Linked DNA regions of Rattus norvegicus: region 2 is linked to region 1. A link is a contact called in public Hi-C data. All regions are on one chromosome and are shown on one strand. The core of a region is the stretch at or near the end of the contact, and the rest is flanking DNA. Distances in the headings are between cores, read along the strand shown. Region 1 overlaps Cemip2 (cell migration inducing hyaluronidase 2). Region 2 has its middle 110 kb from the start of Cemip2.

Evidence for each region. A called contact is a pair of places that touch in the nucleus more often than the background predicts.
Region 2: a Hi-C map of Schwann cells shows a contact between it and region 1, with 2.6 times the contacts expected there. The contact joins two enhancer-like sites. A contact is called at or near these places in 5 of 12 Hi-C or Micro-C datasets (the A7r5 cell line, the Rat2 cell line, Schwann cells and 2 more).

Annotation. Positions count from the first base shown.
Region 1 is chr1:228,809,225-228,813,775 of GRCr8, forward strand. Cemip2 (cell migration inducing hyaluronidase 2) reads left to right here. Exons shown (of 22, transcript NM_001107596.1): 15 at 241-456; 16 at 3,721-3,929. It also overlaps the pseudogene Eif4a1-ps7. Among named protein-coding and RNA genes, the nearest start is that of Cemip2, 39 kb to the left of the region's middle. Within about 2 kb of position 1,772, at least 2 of the 93 cell types and tissues checked have an H3K27ac peak or open chromatin away from gene starts, as enhancers often do. A contact at or near this core is called in Schwann cells, where this site is marked.
Region 2 is chr1:228,882,804-228,887,354 of GRCr8, forward strand. No RefSeq gene overlaps it. Among named protein-coding and RNA genes, the nearest start is that of Cemip2, 110 kb to the left of the region's middle. Within about 2 kb of position 1,873, at least 7 of the 93 cell types and tissues checked have an H3K27ac peak or open chromatin away from gene starts, as enhancers often do. A contact at or near this core is called in Schwann cells, where this site is marked.

The DNA of each region.
Region 1 (4,551 bases), core at 522-3,021:
CCCAGCTTTATCATTTAAGTGGAAAAAAAGAATAAAGATGAAGTTGTAGTTTAATGCTTCCCAGTTAGGCTTTAGAAATGTTTTTGCTCAAGCATGTCATTTTGTAGAACTCAGATCAACTGGCTACCATGGTTGACATCAATGGCGTGTGACGTCTATGCCTCATCAGGAAAGCTGTAAAAGTACCGTGGGCTCTATGGCAGGCTCCGTTGTGATGCTTCTGGTCCTCTCTGCCGCCAGGTCTCTCTGAACGTCTTCTTTGGAAAGCCTGGCCCCTGGTTTGAGGATTGTGAGCTGGATGGTGATAAGAACTCCATCTTCCACGACATTGATGGCTCTGTGACAGGATACAAGGACACCTATGTAGGAAGGATGGACAACTACCTGATCCGCCATCCAAACTGTGTCAGCGTTACTAAGTGGAATGCAGTGGTCTGCAGTGGGACCTATGCCCAGGTAGGCCCGGCAGGTGGTCCAGACCTGCAGCTCCTGGCAGTGGTGACTGCAGGGTGACTGGGGGTGTCCCAAGCAAGACTTGATAGAGATAGAGGGGAGGAAAGCAAGTGGCCCTGGAAGAGAAAAGAAGAACATTTTGTTAAAAGCTCTCTGAAACTAGTTAAGTCAAAGAAGCAAGTCAGCCGCAGGGGTATGGTTAATGTACTTTGTGATACAGTTGAGATGCTGCCAGGACAAGAGAAACCACGTTCCCTTTTCTGAGGCAAGGTCCCCCTGCAGCCCAGGCTGGCTTGGAATATGTGGTAATTCTCCTGGCTCTGTCTCCACTTCCTGTATCCTGAGACTGCAGGCAGGCACCGTAACAGATAGGTAGGTCTGGTGCTTCTTAACCCTTAGGGTTTTTCTTACTGCGTTCCAAGTGTGTCTCCTCGAGGGAATTTTCTCTTTTGTTTTCCTGGTCCTAATCTCTGTGATGTCTGACTTTGAGATAGACTATCAGTGAGTAACCGAGAAAGAATAAGGTTCCAAGGAAGGAACTGAGGTTTGGAAATAAATAGACAGGAAGGAGTCCTGGGAAACCCTAATTGTGTTATGATAGTCTGCAGAGATAGAAAGGGATAGCACAGATATATGGGGAAATACTTCTTTGAAATCATTAGGCTAGTGTATATTTTAACAGAGGAGAGGCTTACTTGGAAAGTATGCACAGTTAACAGCATAGACTCTGGAGTCAGACTGCCTGGATTCTGTTACGTGCTGAAATGTGAGTTAGGTAAATTAAAAGGTATTCTGGCCGTGCACAAGGAGGACAATGACAGGACAGGACACTTTCATGGAATACACTCAGCTTGTAGTCCGGCCGCCATTGGGGATGCTGCTGCCATTTGAAGAGCAGGGCTGAAAGCCAGAAGGCTGGTTTTAATAGTGAGATGATGGAGGACGATCTTACAGAGCCGAGGCATCAATTACCCATTTGGAGGAGGAGGGCGGGCAGACTCCTTAGCCCCATATTTAGGGCAGGAAAAGTGTGGGATTTAATGACAGATTGCTAAGCTAGGCGTGGTGGTGCATGGCTGTGATTTTAGCATTTGGGAGACCAATGCAGATAGAGCGCTACTTCATGTAACTCGGGCTACATAGTAAGACAGCATCTCAAAAAGTAAAAAAGAAAAAAAATCAGAGGGGAACAAAGAATAAAAGAAGGGGCTGATTTGAGCACAAAGAAGGGAATTGGAGGAAGAACAAGGGATACTCTTAAGTCACACTGGCTTGCGATAGCCGACACCAGATGCCTCTTTTATTGTGTGGTTTCTCCCTGCCACTGACCGAGGCTTAGCAGCCAAGTGCATGTGTTTGTGGGTTCTTGCCTCAGTGCTTCCCTGAGTACCCCAAGTTTGATGTGGTTTTCATCTTCTTAGCCTTCTGTGGCTGACATTCCTTAGAACAGAATTCCTCATTATTCTCCCGACTTTGAAATGATTGTACAAGAGTGTTACTCTAAAGTTAAGAAAAAAAGTGTCTCTGTAGAAAAAAACTTGTTCTCTGTAGACAAGGGTTGAAGAGGGATGAAGACTGGACAGCGTTTCCTGTTTATTTCATTAGTGCCTTTGTTGTGGGAATTCTCATTCCTGTGAACGGATGGGGAAAAGAACAGACACAGAGGAACAAGTCGCTGAAGGTCAAGGAGTGGATGGAGAGTTACCTACAGCAAAACAAGGAAGGAAAGAGGGGCTTTAAAAGGGGGTCCCTGAGTTTCATTTTGGAATTGCCCTGGTCCACATTAAATGTCCCCCATCAATACTTAGACTCTACAGATACTATAACATTAAAACCAGAACAAAAATAAGGAACCTTTGCTCTTTTTTAGAGTGGCTGCAGTTTTTATGAAAATTTTTTTTTGCTATCTATGTGTGTGTGTGTGTGTGTGTGTATGTTTGTATTTGTGTGTGTGTATGTGTGCATATGAATGTGTGTTTGTGCATATGTGTATGTATGTATGCATATGTGTGTGTGTATGTATGTATATGTATATGTGTGTGTGTTTGTGTGTGTGTGTGTGTGTGTGTGTGTGTGTGTGTGTGGTGCATGTGTGCTGTGCAAGCCAGGCTGACTGAAGATGATGAATGTTCACTAATGAAGATATTGTATGTCTGTAAAGTATGTGGTGTATGGTTATAATAGCTCATAATTTTCATAAGTTCTAGTTTTTAGCTAAACACTGCATGTTCTCATTCATAGCTCAGTCAACCCCTTGGCCCTTTGGATTGGTAATGCTGTTTGGGATAGGAACGTAATCATTCGATTTATTTCTATTTGTAGCTGAAGGAAGCCTTGAGTCATTTATGCTTCCTGGGAGACTAGGAGTGGGAGAACCATGGGTCAGAAATTCTTTCCTGAAGATTTGAAATTTGGGCAGAAGCCCAGATATATAGCTGTTTGCTTTTATTTAGGAGTAAGTATAGTATGCATTTGTGGCAGAAGGGGGAAGCAACAGGAGACAGAATTCCTGTTGTTTGTTTCCAGCGTGAACAAGGACGCAGAGGAGACCAGTGAATTTTTGGTAAATGTCAGTGTTCTGCATATGATTTTACTCTCCTGGAGAATGTGTTGCTGGCTATCAATTTGTTTTAGGAAATTGTTCTGAGGCTGTGTGGTGGAGGATGCCTTGGTGGAAGGCTTTAGTTTGGCCTGGACCGTGGTTCAAATGCTACTGGAAAAGATTCAGGACTTTCCAGTTTATCTAAACTTAACATGTTTTTCCAGATGCAGTAGTGAGCTTCTTAACTGTTACTTTTGAATAGGTGATAAATGACTTCTTGGGCAAGTAGAGGTCATGGAAGAGTAAAGCCAGAGCTCTCAGATATGAATTTTCCATCCCGTGGATCAGAGGGAAGTCTTAGACTTGCCTGGGCCATATCAGTTTTCCCTGGCATTTGCTGATTTGCTCTGGCTGTGAGCTCTTGAGATGGAGGGGCTTCTCTGACGAGCCACAGACCTTCTCTGTTTGGATGACTAAGCTGGCCTGTGGTGGTGGACATGATGACGATACTGGCTAGCAGAGTGAGGATCTGGTTTTAGCCGTGTCTAGCGTACGCAGGCTGCATTGTAAGTGTGGCTTACACCACTTGGCTTACACTGCTTATTTGGTCTGGCACTTACCACAGAGTCTCTCTTTTCAAAATAGAGAGACCTTTGATGTGTTCTGGTAAGTTCTTGGAGCAGCTTAGTCTTCTATTCACTTCCTTTCTTTTCTTTTTCTTACAGGTGTATGTTCAGACGTGGAACACGCCGAATCTTAGCATGATCATCACGCGAGACGAATACCCATCCCACCCAATGGTGCTTCGGGGCATTAACCAGCGGGCCATCTCCCCACAGTACCAGCCTGTCGTCATGCTGGAGAAGGGCTACACCATCCACTGGAGTGGCCCAGCGCCACGTACCACTTTCTTGTACCTCGTGAACTTCAACAAGTAATGTTTCCCTTTCTGTCGTTGCGCGTCACTGCAGAGAAAACAGTAACGACTTAAAGCCATTTCATGCACTTTACTCTTGTGGAGAAGCTTTCTAGGCTGTGTAGATGGAAGTATGATTGTGATACTGATTATGCAAATTGATTTGGCCTTTTAAATGTTTCCTCTCTCTGTCGTCAGGGTATTGTGTACAGAAAGGCTGTCCCACAGTGGAGTCTGCTTTGCTCTGTTCTTTGTTTCCTGAGGTAGTTGGGATAGGATCCAGGACTTCAAGCATGTTAGCAAGAGTTCTACTCTAAGCTATGTCATCTGCTCAAAAGATAGGTTTTAATACCATCTGCTGAGTGCTGCAGTTTCCGAAAGCTGGCCCCAGTTTTATGTGGTTTTCTGAGTAAGCCTGCGGAAAATTCAATTAAATTAAAAGGCTGGCCTTTTTTCTTTTCTCTTTTCTTTCACTGCCTCCCTCCACGCCCCCTTTCCCTGTGGGGAAGAGGAACACCACAACCTTGCTATGTAGTTCATGCTGGCCTTGACATTGTGACAGTCCTTCTGCCACAGCTTCGAAAGTGCTGGAATTATGGTACGAATCATAATAGCTGACAAAAATTGAAAGAATTTGTAC
Region 2 (4,551 bases), core at 623-3,122, 74 kb after region 1:
GAAAGCAAGCATGACTTTCCTTTCTCCCACTTCTGCCTCTAGTTCCTTCATTGAACTCTTTCTCTGACCTCTGCTTCAACACATCCGTAGATGTAGCCCTAGGTCCGCTTCTCCTACTGTTCTGATTCCACACTCTTCCTCATGTTTGATGGTTTGCTTTGGAGGTGGGAGCTGATGATAATTTTTTCTTCAAGGTTTTTGGGTGACGGTGGCATAGTGAGGCCTGAAGGTGACTTAACTGTTCTATGCGATCCCATCCATTCTTGGCCTTCATTTTTTCTGAATGTTTCTAAATCTTCTCACTGAACTCTAGCCTAAACACAGACACTTTGCTATGCTGACTTTTGAATAGATACTTCTAATGTGACATTTAAATCCGACTTGCCTGATCCTCCGTCCCACTCCCTCTCAGGAAGCTGTGCTAACTTTAACTCTATTGTTCGAATGGAACAAAACTAACCAGTCAACTGTGTGAACTAAAGGCTGGAATTTGTTCATGTTTCTGTTGTTTTCCCACCTCACCCCTCCCTTCTAGTCTGTTAGCAAATGCCATCCACTCTCACAACGCATGCCCTGTTTCCTATTTGTCTATACCCTCATTGTTTTCTTCTAGTCTCAACGTTTGGGTTGCAACTCCTTTGAGGGTTGCATACCAGATAAATATGTGCTGATTCATAACAGTAGCAAAACTACAGTTATGAAGTAGCAACAAAATAATTTTATTGTTGGGGTCACTACGACATGAGGAACTTTCTGAAAGGGTCTCAGCATTAGGAGGGTTGAGAGCCTAGTTTAAGATACCATCATCTCTTGTTGTATAGCCATCTCCTAAACAGACTTCCTACTTCAACCCTTCTGCATCATCTTTTCTCTCATTTCACTTTCTAGACAGGACTCAATTTGATTGTCTAAAAGTGTAAATCATACCATAGGCCTTTTTTCCATTCTTCTGGTGGCAAGGAACAGGTGAGTTCTATAGGCTTTAAAAATTCTGATTCTAAGCATTGAGCTATGAAACATATTTCTCTCTCATTCTTATCTTTTCTCTAAGCTTTGTTAATTCATCTTGAAACCAAAACTTAGGACTCTATAGAGTTCCCTTAATGAGACAGGAAGTAAACAGAGAAAAATGCAAAGCTTGCAGTAGGCGCCATGCCCAGCAACGGAAGTACAGAGGCTTCTGATGACGTCTTGATCTTGGGCCTGCCTGGTGGGGGTGAAGGATACTGTCATTTCCCAGGCATGGTGTGTCAGATAGGAATGTACTATCAAAGGAAATGGCCTGATACAAACAAGGATACCCAGATCAGGCGTGGATGAGACACTGTCACGATAAGTGACAAGTTACGGACACCCAGATTGATTTCCTTCCTTTGTTGTGTCCAAAGGATTCACTGTGTCCAGCTTCCTTGTGAAAAAGCATACGTCCATGCTGACCACTCCACATCCTCTTTTGCTCCCTCAGCTTTAGGTTTCATTTGTCTGAGGTCAATGATTAGCAGAAGTTCAGCTGGTTCTGACTGAGGACAACCCCTAAAACCATTTCCATACTGTATGCTCCCTATATGCAACTTCTACATTTCAGAAGGTCCTCGTACAAAGGTATTTTTTTTCTGGGATGAACATGTTTTTTACAGGCAATAAAGGTATATTTCAATTATTAGACAAATAATAACTGCTTTTGGAGGCTAAATCTAAAGTATAAAACCCAAAGGAGAAATTTGCTATAAAGAGAATAGACGAAAGAAATAAAATGGGATGTAAAGTGACCGTAAAGGTCCTGACTGAGTTTTCATTTACTGAGATGTGTCCTGGCAATGGTAGGAAATGCTGACGGAGTAGTTCCAGTTGACATTTCCTCTCAGGATGTTTCAAGGGTAGACAGTCATTCTGAGAAGAGCTTGAGGCCTGCTATTACCCATGAAACTCAACCCAAGCTTAGAAAGCACTGTGAAAGGCACACCCAGAGGTAAATGTCAGCCTCATCTTGTGGGTACCCCACCATTTACAGAGCAAGTATAGCCACATCCTAGACTAACCAAGAATTGATATTATCTAATAGCTCCCTCCTAACCCTGTGTTCAAGGATGGAGAAAATAAATAAAGAAAGAAAAGGAAATGCTATCTTATCTAAGGTCTGACTGCACATTTTTTAAAATATCCTGACTGACCAAGACGGGCCTTGGGATATGTTTTTCATTGCGCTGAAATCTAAGTCATTGTTATCTCCTGAAAGTGCAGTCTGGGCCTCACAAATGAAAGGTTAGGGCATTTATTGATAGCAGCCATTCGTAATGGCCCAACAATCACAGGAACTGTGAGAAAAGTAATCACAAAAGCACATGTACTCAGGAAAGGAACACTGTGCCCAGAACACAAGTGAACTCCCTGCTTGGTCATCTCTCTGCTTCCTGCTGTGCCTGCCTATATCTGTGGGGTCCACAGGCTGTGAACAGATGACAGCATTAACTAGGGAAGCTGGACAGTCATCTAAGGCCTCTTGAATTATAAAGGCAGAGCTCATCCATGGGATGAAAGAGGTGAGGGGAACTGTTTGCGATGCATCCACTTGTTATCTTTCAAACCCGAGACTTTCTAAGGGTTGCTGCAAGAGGCATTGTGGAAATTTCCAAGGTTCTGGGTGGAGGGTGTGAACAGATTATAAGGCTGCAAATTGCTTTGAATAAAGTAGAGATGGTCTTAGGGAAGCAGTTTCTACTACACGTAGCAAATTACATTCCAGATGTTCATGACTACAAAATTTCTGCCAGATGTCCAGGCTCATGGTGGCTGGGGATGTTTATTGTGCATGTAAACGGCTCAGTACCTGTTCCCGAGAGACCTCTCTCGTCCCTTCGCGTCCGTCCTGGCATGCTAATCATGCAGGAATGATGAAATATTTAGGCCTCACTTCATAATTAAAGGGGCTAGGAAGAATGCAAGACTGTTAATTACTTTATTCTCAGAGCCGGTTAAGGAAGTAAATGCCTATAGTGTGCCTCCTGGGATGTTTTTGGAGATTTATTAAATATATTGTTTCAAAGTCTGGGATCCATTCTTTGAAGCTAATTCAAAGTGGGGAAAAGGCTTACGATGCCACAACCCAATCCTAAGGACAAATACTAGCATTTTGCATGGTGTTTTCATTTAAAAAACAAAGTAAACCTCATCACTACCATGAACTTCATTTACTAAAGACTTGTTTACTGGAAAGTCTCAGCTTATGTAAACCAAAGGATTGCTTTTTTGTTTGTTATACACAGCACATGAAGACTGTTCTGGTAGAACAGCCTCACCGTGATGGTCTATGCTTGGACCAGGGAGTGGCACTATTAAGAGGTGTGGCCTTGATGGAGAGTAGGTGTGTCACTATGGGCATGTAATTTAAGATCCTCCTCCAGGCTGCCTGGAATCCAGTCATTTCCTAGCAGCCTTCCAATGAAGATGTAGAACTCTCAGCTCCTCCTATACCATGCCTGCCTGGATGCTGCCATCCTCCCGCCTTGATGATAATGAACTGAACCTCTGAACCTATAAGCCAGGCCCAATTAAATGTTGTCCTTTTTAGAGTTGCCTTGGTCATGGACTTTGTTCAGAGCAGTAAAACCCTAACGAAGATACATGTCTTCCTGACTTTAATCATAGATTATATGAGCACAGCAAATACACTTCAACTGCTCTTTTACCACCTACGAGTTGGGTCACATATTATAGGTCACACATTAACCAAGCCCCATCATCATACAATTAAAAGTGATTCCTCTAGTCTAGGTTACATGTATCCTGTTACCCAACATAGCATGGATCGCAGATTAACTAAGCCTGCTTCCTTGCAGTACAGGACCTCCCCTTCTCTCAGAAATCTTTCAGAATAGATTGAAGGCTGTGCCTGGCAGAACTGAAGCCCTTTCTTCAGAAACCCGCTCTGTCATGTTGCCTGTCTGCTTGCCCAGGGTTCATAAAACTTCTCTGAAGGGAGATCCAATTCAGTACCTTTCTATGAAACTCCTTTCTCCTCTCCCTCTCCCAAAGCTGAAATGTCCCTGTCCTCTGATCATTGCCCATCAGCAGATACAGCACATGCTGTGGGAGATAGAGACTTAATTTAAGCAAATCACCTCTTTTGTGGCCTACTTCAGTTTTAATGATGGTGTGAGTGCTGCAGTTCAAGAGCCATGTTAAAATAAGAGTCATGGCTAATATCCCGGCAGCTGAGGATGGACAGAAGCAAGAGAATCGTCACAAGTTTCAGACCAGCCAGGAATATAGGATGAGATCCTGTCTTAATGAGTAAAAATGAACAAGCCAAAAGAGCTTGATCATTGCTACTTGGAGTGGGACTTTCCATCTCCTTGAGATCTCAGCTACCAGTTGCTACTACAAGAACAGTCATCACCATCTCCATAGATGGTTGCTTAGACAGAGATTTGGCAAGAAGAAGGAAAAAAAGTGACTTTCACTAAGACTCCCCTTGCCCTGGAGTTGTACACACACACACACACACACACACACACACACACACACACACACACACACACACATACATATACA